3 separate regions of the Mus musculus genome follow, and regions 1 and 2 are each linked to region 3. Evidence: chromatin contacts called from public HiCAR-type and promoter capture Hi-C data. All regions are on one chromosome and are shown on one strand. Each heading gives the region's core, a stretch centred on a gene start, on an enhancer-like site or on the middle of the called end of the contact. The rest is flanking DNA. Distances are from core to core; before and after follow the strand shown.

Region 1 (3,106 bases), core at 237-2,736, 240 kb after region 3:
GCACAAGCCAACAGTGTCTTCCGTCTTGTCCTGGCTACAGGCCAGAAATGCCAGAAGGGGAATTCTCTTGTTTTACACAATCTGTGTGAGCCATACTGCCTAGACCATATGTGAAGATAGAGTCAAACTGTGAAACATCCAGACACCCATGGGCAGGCCAACTGGGCTGACCAGCTCATCTCCCCATGCACTTTCTGCTCTAAGTACTACAAGAAGCCCCTAGCCTAGCTGCTCGATAATACCACATTTTCTGGGGGCCCCTCCTGCTCTACAGGGGCTCTGCCTTCGGTTTTCCTCTCAAGTGCCCACCTAAAATCCTATACTAACTCTAATTTCCAAACTCACCCACCCATTGTCTGTGAACTTCATCCTGAGTTCACGAGAAAAGGGACCGAGAAGCCATTGGCTTGGGATAGCTCTGCTGCTCAATGGTTCTGTCTGGTACCTTAGCTCTACAAACTAGGGACATGGGAGCTGGGAAATTCTCCATCACTTTTAAGGACCCCCCCCCCCACTTCTCTCTGTCTCACAAGTAGGGCAAGTGCCAGACAATATGTCCAGGAGTGACCTGGCAGTATCAGCCTAGAGAAGTGACGACAGCATACAAGATCAAAACAGTCACAGCAAGAAGGAAGGAAGGAGGATGAGTCCCTGTGCTGGCAGACAGATAGGGCAGCCATGCCATTCCACTGCAAGTAGAAGGTGCTGGCTAATGCCCCATGTGAATTATCTCAGCCCTGGGTGGTATTGCCTTGTGCTATCTATCATCTGAGTATTGGTGTATTCCTCAAATTCACAAGGTGAAACCAACAGTACCAGGTGTGGTACTGTTAGGAAGTGGGACGTCTGGGAGAAAGCTTGGTCAGGAGAGCAGAGCTTTTACAGAAATGGCCTGAAGGAACATTTTTGTCCTTCTATCAAGTGGGTAATACCGTGAACCAGACAGAGGACTCCCATTAGACATTGAATCTGCCAGCCAAGATCTAGGACTTTTGGGCCTCCACAACTGCAAGCAGTGTCTCTCACTTGTTTATAAGGCACCCGTTTTAGCTCTAACAAATTAAAACACTTCCTTTGACTCAGGGAAGTCAAGCAACTTGCCTAGATCACAGAACTCATCTATAGCCAAGGTTGAAACCAGGTTAGACAGGCCATCCGGATAATCTCTGCCCACATGAGAAACAGGAGCACCGTGCATCATCCCCACAGTGGGTCCAGCTCCTTGCTGACTAGGAGTCTGGGATGTCTGAACTCTATACTTCTCAGCATCAGATGATGTTACAAGAGGCAACAGAAGAAACTTCTGTCAATTATACCAGTCGGGGCACTGCTTGTTAGCTTGACAATGCACAGCCACAGATCCATTAAATCTTCGGAACAGGAGGCTGCCAGATCTACCAGGCAAGTGTTCTTCCTGTACACAGAACAGCCTGTTTTCATCTGAAAACATGGGCACGGGGAAGCAGAGAGGGAAACGAACACAGAGGCAGATGGCTTTCAGCCTAGGACTGGTTACAGACAATCTGGGCTGCCACAAGATAAACACAGGTGAGCACACTCGCTGACTCAGGCTTCTCTCCTGGATGTGAGTTAGGGACAGAAAATGAATAGGTGGTCTCTGGCCAAGCACAGAGGAACCAGAAGGGGTGGTGGGGAAGGTCTCTAGCCTTAATTCTCTGATTTCTTAAACTCCCCATAAACAATACAAAGAGTCAAATCGATTAAGAAATTAGAGTTGAATGTAGGAATTCATTCAAGAGAAAGGATGGGAGATGGAGGGAGGGTCTTCCCGGGAACTTTTTTTTTTTATTATTTCAAGCCTTTTATTTTGATGCCACACACTTCACTCCTGTTTAGAGCAGCGTATGGCTTACATTGAAACTGTCCCCCAAGAACTGCATAGCATAAAGTAGTGAAAAGAGAAGAAGGGCTCGGGGAGGGCGGAAGGAAGCAGGGCACGACAGTGTATTTTAGGGATACACAAAGGTACTGTGTCCCAGCAAAGGTTTAGGGACGGTGGCCTTCCCAGCCTGCTGGTGTTCTCTGGGGAGGTCCCTTTTCTTTATTTCCCTTTTAAGGCAAGAAAACTGGAAGGCGACCGGGAAACCATTCTGGATGAACAGAAAATAATGAGTCTCGGAGAGTGGGAGGGCGTTCAGGTCTCAGCTGCAAACACAATAAGCAGTAGGAAGCAAGTGAGCTAAAGCATTCAAGCTGGAGAACCAGGAAAATAGGAATGAGCACATAGTTCAATTACCAAGGGACCCGGCAGGAAGTGCAGCGCCAGGGACCCGCAGGCTGAAAATATCTAGCCAAAGACGAGGAGGACAGTATTTATTAGTTTGCTACAGACAATTGGATGGGCCAATTCCAGGCCTGGGATAACTCTGTCCCCAGGGGACATAGGCATTCACAAAGGCACCCCTCTTCAGGGTGCTACTGGACAGAGGCTAGAGGTGCCACTAGGCATCCTGCTGACCAAAGGAATCCCAGGAGAATGAAGCATTTAGGCCAAAATGTTAGCAATGCAGTGGGGGAAGCGGTGTCGGGGTCATGAGGTCCTGGCCAGGCACCTGCTGGGCTTCCCATGGAACACAGAACTGTTAGCTGCCCTCACACTTCAGTGTTGGTCACAGGAAATGCTTCCAAATGATTACTTCCTGTGGCTTGGAGATGAAAGAAGCCATCCCAATAGTGCAAATTCCTCCGTGGTCAACGGGGGGAAAAGGAAAGATTTCCACACTAAATCAGAAGAGAAGCTGCAAACCCGGACTCACTGGTCCCATCCTCAGACAAAAGGTACACTGGAGTGACGGGAGCCCTGGCATATCACAAACTTGGGAAGAAATGATGTCAGGGACTCGGAAATCAAGGCACTCTGCCAAGGGTGGGAACCACAAGAAACAGAGACAGGGCACAGCCCGGAATGAGAAACCAAGGCAGGCAGGGGCGGTCATGAATACAGAATGCAGGTGGTAGCAGAGGCTATAATCTGTGGCTATATTGAGATCAAGTGCTCAGAACTACTCGTCTGGGGTGTCCTTCTGGCTCCAAAGCTGAACCGAGGAGTTGGCGGCCTGCAGAGTGGAGTGACCACTAATGGGCA
Region 2 (2,905 bases), core at 74-2,573, 210 kb after region 3:
ATATAGCACATAAATATATATGTATAATGTGCTGTACATATATCCATACAGCAAACCATGTAACCATCCACATTAGCACCACCATGTAGACCCCAGCTAAATATTCACATTCCATTTCATTGCCCTTGAAATAAGAGGCACTGTACTGGGATGCTACAGAGGGCTGCAGGTTGTATCACTGCCCACCCGTGAAAAAGGAGCCCGATTTGCAGGGCCAGGGAAAAGCTCCCTGAGATAACACGGATGATTTAATATGTTGAGCTGGTTTTAGATCAGATAATGCAGATTCCCCACTCTGCCAGGGCCACCATGTCTCTCCCGTGTAGTGTCCATTTCCTTCTCTTCTTGTCGGAGCAGGTGATTCCTAAACGCTCCCAACCCTACAGTATCTGTGACAGATGTCAGGGGGCGAGAAGTGTTTATAAGCCTATGCAATTCTTCTGTTCTTAAATTTGTATGTATTTGGGTTGCTGGAGAGAAGGCACAAGGCATGTGGGTAGTGCACAGACATACATGCAGGCAAAATACCCCCACACATAAGAATAATAGAAATAATTTTTAAAGATTTAGTATGTATTTAAATCTAGACATCAGTCAACTGTGATTCTGTGTGTGTGTGTGGGGGGGAATCTTAGGCTAAGCCCAACCCCCTACAAGGTGTGCTCCACACTAAGGAATGTAAGTTTTGGGGTTTTTTTGTTTTGTTTTGTTTTGTTTTAGCTGTAATTCCCAAGAGAGAGATTCTACTCTGGGAAATAGTTCAAAGGGAGAAATCACCACAATTATAGTCATATCTACATTCAGGCTCTGCACTACCTTCATTCCATTCTAACAATTATAGTAGAGAAGTGAGATATCTCCATTATACAGCTAAGAAAATAATATAGGGCAAAAATCAATGAAGTCACAAACAGAAAAGGATAGAGGAAATTAATGAAAATGCTGATTGTTAAAAAGTCAGTAAAATTGGCAAACCTCTATTAAAGCTAACAAAAAAGTCAGGATGACAGCTTACTTCTATAACGCCAGCATTTGGAAGACTGAGGCAGGTGGATTGCTGTGAATTTGAGGAAAGTCTGGGCTACATGTTGAGTTATGGGCTAATGCTAGGTAGAGCAAAACCCTGTCTAAATCACAACAACAATACTAACAACAGAGAGAAGGAGAGAGGGAGGGGAGGGAGGAGGGGGGAGGGAGAGAGAGAGAGAGAGAATACAAATGATCAATATCAAGAGTTAAACAGAAAGACATTGCCAAGACCCTGTGGACTCAAAGCATGAATTCAAGGACAGTATGAATAACTGCCCTCCACACACAGGAAATGGAACAAAGGAGAAACAGCTGACTGCTTGGTGAGCTCACCTCCTTCAGTGTGGTGTGGAGAATCTGAGCAGTCCTACAAGCATTAGGGAAGTTTGCCTTTGTAGTTTTAAAAATAAGCCTCCTTCTGACTGGGGATGTAGCTCAGTTGGTAGAGCGCTTGCCTTGGATGCAAAGCTCTTGTTCAGTCCCTAGAACTGCACAAACTCCTCTGCTGCCATGCGTCCGGCATCCCACGTGGGGGAGGTGGAAGCAGAAAGATCAGAAGTTCAGAGCCATCCTCAGCTACATACTGGGTCTGAGCACAGCCTGTGTCAAAAGACCCTGTCTCAAAACAAATAAAAAAATTTCCCTTCTTAATGAAAAAACAAAATGAAAACTAACTCTAACTGCAGTAAAGTTTCACCAGGGGATTCACCAGATAGTTAATGAAGAATTAATACCGACTCTACACAGTTTCATCAGAAATGGAAGGGTGTATCTTCTGAAGTAGTAGAATCTGACTCCAAACCCACACAGAAAATGAAAGTACAGACCCACAGGAATCACAGTGAAGAGGATCCTTGTTGCTGCTGTTGTTATTAAATCAGTGTCTCACTATGTAGCCCTGGCTGGCCTGGGACTGTGTGTATAGATCAGCCTGACCTCTAACTTGCAGTGATCCTCCTGCCTCTGTCTCCCAAGTGCTGGGACCACAAGTGTGCACTACTATATTAGGCATGCTTTTTGAGACAGTGTCTTGATCCATGCATCCCTCCATCTCTCAGGACAGGCTGGAACACATGTATCCCAGTGTCACACATATGGTCCTCTTGGGCTCCGTGTTGACGTTACAGGTATGTACCACCATGCTCAGTTGCTAAAAATAAAAATTCTCAAAACACTTCTAGCAGGCGTCTGAAGAGATGGCTCAGCAGTTCAGAGCACTGGCTGCTCTTCTAGAGGATCAAGGTTCAATTCCCAGCACCCTATGATTGCTCAAAGCTGTCTGTAACTCTAGTTCCAGAGGATCCAGCACCCTCTTCTGGATCCAGCAGGCAAGAGGCATGCACATGGTACATAGATGCATATGCAGGCAAAACATCCATGCACATAAATAATTTAAAAATAAACACCATTAGCAAGTAGAATTTGGCAATATGAAAAAATATACCATAGCAGATATGGAAGGCAAGTACAAGACTAGAAAAAAAAATTCAGTGTAATCCTGTATATGAATAGGCAAAAAAAAAAAAAAAAAAAAGGGGGGGAGGGGGAGGGAGAAAAGGAAAGAAAAATACAATAAGGAATCTTTATGAGCTCAAAGCCAGCCTTGTCTACATAGTGAGTTCCATTCCAGTGAGAGCTATACAGTGAAAACCTGTTTCAATAAACAAACCAGCAGGGCGGTGGTGGCCCACGCCTTTAATCCCAGTAAAGGCATTGGGAGGCAGAGGCAGGCAGATTTCTGAGTCTGAGGCCAGCCTGGTTTACAGAGTGAGTTCCAGGACAGCGAGGGCTACACAGAGAAACCCTATCTAAAAAAAAAAAAAAAAAAAAAAGAAAGAAAGAAAGAAAAAGGAAAAAAACGAAAAAAGAAAGAAAA
Region 3 (2,914 bases), core at 403-2,902:
CTTGTCCTTGGCCAGGGCTGGATGGAAGAGGGTGATACAGTTGATGGCATGCACTGGGAGCCAACACAGAGCAAAAATGCCCACGATCATAGCCAGTGACTTGGCTGCGTGGATCTCCCGCTGGAGAGTGGTCCTGGAGTGGTCCATCAGTTCCATGCGCTGAAGCTGCTTGCAGGCCACCATGAAGATTTTGATGTAGATCACCAGCATTATGAGCAGTGGAGGAAGGACACACCCAAAGAAGTTGAAATACACCATGTAGCTCATGGGGACCACATTCTCAAAGAGACATGTCACAGGACAGCAGCTTTTATTCGCGATGCCATCCCCCAGTTCTGTGCAGTTGCTGGTGGCACTGTCTTTACTGTTCCACCCCAGGAACGGAGTCAATCCAATGCCAAAGGCAAGGACCCAGAGGACAGCAATGATCCCTCTCGCTCGTGTCCCAGTGACCAAACCTTTATACCTGTCCAAGAGAACATCATCTGTTATTGGTCATTTTACAGCATCCCTTGACCCGAGGCCCACCCCTGCTGGTGTCCCACGGGCCTTTAGCCTTGGAGGTTTACCCTTGGGGTACCATGGCCATCACCTAACACTGGAGACTCGACACGGGAGCAGGCATCAACTCTGCTGCAGCAAGCGCAGTAAAACTGTCATTCTTAGCCAGGTATGGTAGTGCATGCCTTTAGTCCTAGCATTCAGGAGGCAGAGGCAGGGGCAGGGGATCTCTCTGAGTTCAAGGACAACCTGGTCTACAGTGTGAGTTCCAGGACAGCCAGCACTACGAAGAGAGACCTTATTTAAAAAACCAAACCAAACCAAAAAGAAAAAGACTCATTCTTGAGTCAGTACTCATTTCTGTTTAGTGATGGTGATAGGTCTTAGAGGCCCTTTTTAATAGCCTCAGCACTGGGTAAGTTCAGATCTCCTGTAAGGCACTGTTGGATTGTTGAGATCAGAACGTGCACAAAAACAAAAACAGAACAAACAAACAAAAAAACAAAACCCCAGCATCTTAAGGGACATGCACATGAAGCCTAATTCACAAGGTGACACTTGAACAAGGCACGACCCGTAGCTTTTGACAAGAATCGCTTCTCTCAATACCAAAACTTTGCTTCAGAACTGGTTGTAGTAGATGCACACCTGCAGTCCCCTAATCAGGAGGCTGAGGCAGGGGTTCCCAAGTCGGAGGTCAGCTGAAGCCATAAAGCACTATCTTATCTCACAAAAGAAAACCAGCCTTCAGTCTCTGCAGATGAATGGCTGGCTTCACTGCTGACGACGGCTGGAACACAGGTCTGTTAATGCCTCATCTACAGAAAGCTGCTGGCCAGGGAGCTGCTGAGACTTAGGAAATCAACATTGATAACGGGCCCTTAATCTGTTACATATATTTCCCCTCAACTATAAGGACAACCACCTGAGGACAGACCATATCCTGCTGAACTGGCGTTCCCGGGACCTAGCACCGTGCCCAGTATCTAGTTCAGTTCTCAAAGCAGAGCCATTGTGAAAACATCCCTCATTTGCTACCTGCTAGCAATAGCTCTGCGGCAACTGCGTGCTAGGAATACCCAACTCAGCGGCCTGGACAGGCCAGAGAACCAGTACAGTTAGCAGAGGAAGCCAGCTGCGACCTGCTTCATGCGCAGTGATCTAATGATTGTTTGTCTTTGCCACTTCCTCTCATCAGTGGGCAGCTCAGTCCTACAGGACAGCCTGCTGGGCGCAGCTGCTCACCCCATCTTTCTTGGCTACTGATGAAACCCTCTTAAAAATGTGTTTCCTTGCCAGCGCCTCACCAGGGATGTCAATAGCACAGTATCTGCAGGGTAACAAAAAGCCCCACAAAGGCTAGGCACTCAGAAGACTGTCCATGAGCTAGCCTGGGCTACAGCTCTGCTTCTGACCATTATTATTTTTTTAATGTATTTATTTTACGTGTTCCGATGTTCTGCCTGCATGTATGTCTGTGTGAGGTGTCAGAAGCTTCAGAACTGGAGTTATAGACAGCTGTGAGCTGCCATATGGGTGCTGCCCCACATGGGGGGCCTGGGACCTCTGGAACAGCAGTCAGTGCTCTTAACCACTGAGCCATATCTCTAGCCCCTAGACTATTAGTTTAGTTCCATTGATTACAGGCCAGCCTTGGTGGGATATTTGGGATAAGCAAATCCTAGCATTTTCCATTCTCTTTCAGTGACTGGTCTAAGTCGGGTAGTGAGATCTTCTGGCCAGTAAGGCCATTAAGCAAGTCTGCAAGGGACCGCGAAAAAAGTCTAACTTCCCGACAGGAGAGCCACCCATGAGAAGAGCTCTGCCCTTTGCCGACCACCCCTACCTTGCTGCTTCTGACACTTTCGTGACAGGCTGATAGGCACAGACAGCCTCAGCAGCCATCTTGTGACCATGAAGGTCAAAGGAAAGAGAAAACTTTTATCAGAGGAGAGGGAAGGAAAGAGCCTAGGTCCTTTACCTTTGAATGCCTAGACCCTCAGAGTTCTGTGATCTTGTTTCAGGAAATTAAGGGACTCCAGATAGAGCTCGTTTGGTAGAGTTGTTAAGCACGCATAAACCCCTAGGTTTGATCCCAGCATCACAGAAACAGGGTGTGGTGGCATATATATGTAATCCCAACACTCAGGAGAAAGAAGTAAAAGAATCAGAAAGACAGGGACATCCTTGGCTATATAGAAAATTCAAGGCCATCTTGAGCTACTTGCAACTCTGTCTGGGGAGAGTGGGAAAAGGCAATTTGGCAGCACACATTGGTAAGAAATGCTGAGAAGGAGAGGGAAGAGATTGTGAGTTCAAGACCAAGCCAGGCTGCCTCAGAGAAAGACAAGACACAGAGAGGGAAGGGTATGGGAATTAAATGTCTCACTGCAGATATGCCTATTCGGTCCTT

What was found. HiCAR-type assays count read pairs that join an accessible place to other places. Capture Hi-C pulls out chosen DNA fragments and counts their contacts.
Region 1: a contact with region 3 is called in a promoter capture Hi-C map of pancreatic islet. The contact joins two enhancer-like sites. A contact is called at or near these places in 1 of 15 datasets of contacts at CTCF or cohesin (large pre-B cells), 1 of 484 Hi-C or Micro-C datasets (bone marrow-derived macrophages), 7 of 115 datasets of contacts at active chromatin or transcription factors (bone marrow-derived macrophages, embryonic basal ganglia, embryonic midbrain and 2 more) and 4 of 9 other capture datasets (adipose tissue, embryonic stem cells, liver and 1 more).
Region 2: a HiCAR-type map of neural stem cells shows a contact between it and region 3, with 4 times the contacts expected there. The contact joins two enhancer-like sites. A contact is called at or near these places in 1 of 39 promoter capture datasets (neural stem cells), 11 of 15 datasets of contacts at CTCF or cohesin (the G1E-ER4 cell line, the NIH/3T3 cell line, embryonic stem cells and 5 more), 235 of 484 Hi-C or Micro-C datasets (the 3T3-L1 cell line, 3T3-L1-derived adipocytes, the 4T1 cell line and 121 more), 28 of 115 datasets of contacts at active chromatin or transcription factors (CD4 single positive thymocytes, CD8 T cells, the HPC-7 cell line and 20 more) and 4 of 9 other capture datasets (adipose tissue, embryonic tail, liver and 1 more).

What each region holds. Positions count from the first base shown.
Region 1 is chr11:62,023,526-62,026,631 of GRCm38.p6, reverse strand. All of the region lies in intron 1 of Specc1 (sperm antigen with calponin homology and coiled-coil domains 1), which reads right to left. Among named protein-coding and RNA genes, the nearest start is that of Gm39988, 25 kb to the left of the region's middle. Within about 2 kb of position 1,486, at least 40 of the 459 cell types and tissues checked have an H3K27ac peak or open chromatin away from gene starts, as enhancers often do. A contact at or near this core is called in pancreatic islet, where this site is marked.
Region 2 is chr11:62,056,874-62,059,778 of GRCm38.p6, reverse strand. The region is part of intron 3 of Specc1 (sperm antigen with calponin homology and coiled-coil domains 1); the gene reads right to left. Among named protein-coding and RNA genes, the nearest start is that of Gm39988, 7.9 kb to the right of the region's middle. Within about 2 kb of position 1,323, at least 9 of the 459 cell types and tissues checked have an H3K27ac peak or open chromatin away from gene starts, as enhancers often do. A contact at or near this core is called in neural progenitor cells and neural stem cells, where this site is marked.
Region 3 is chr11:62,262,614-62,265,527 of GRCm38.p6, reverse strand. Adora2b (adenosine A2b receptor) reads right to left here. Exons shown (of 2, transcript NM_007413.4): 2 at 1-466. Among named protein-coding and RNA genes, the nearest start is that of Adora2b, 15 kb to the right of the region's middle. Within about 2 kb of position 1,652, at least 13 of the 459 cell types and tissues checked have an H3K27ac peak or open chromatin away from gene starts, as enhancers often do. A contact at or near this core is called in neural progenitor cells, neural stem cells and pancreatic islet, where this site is marked.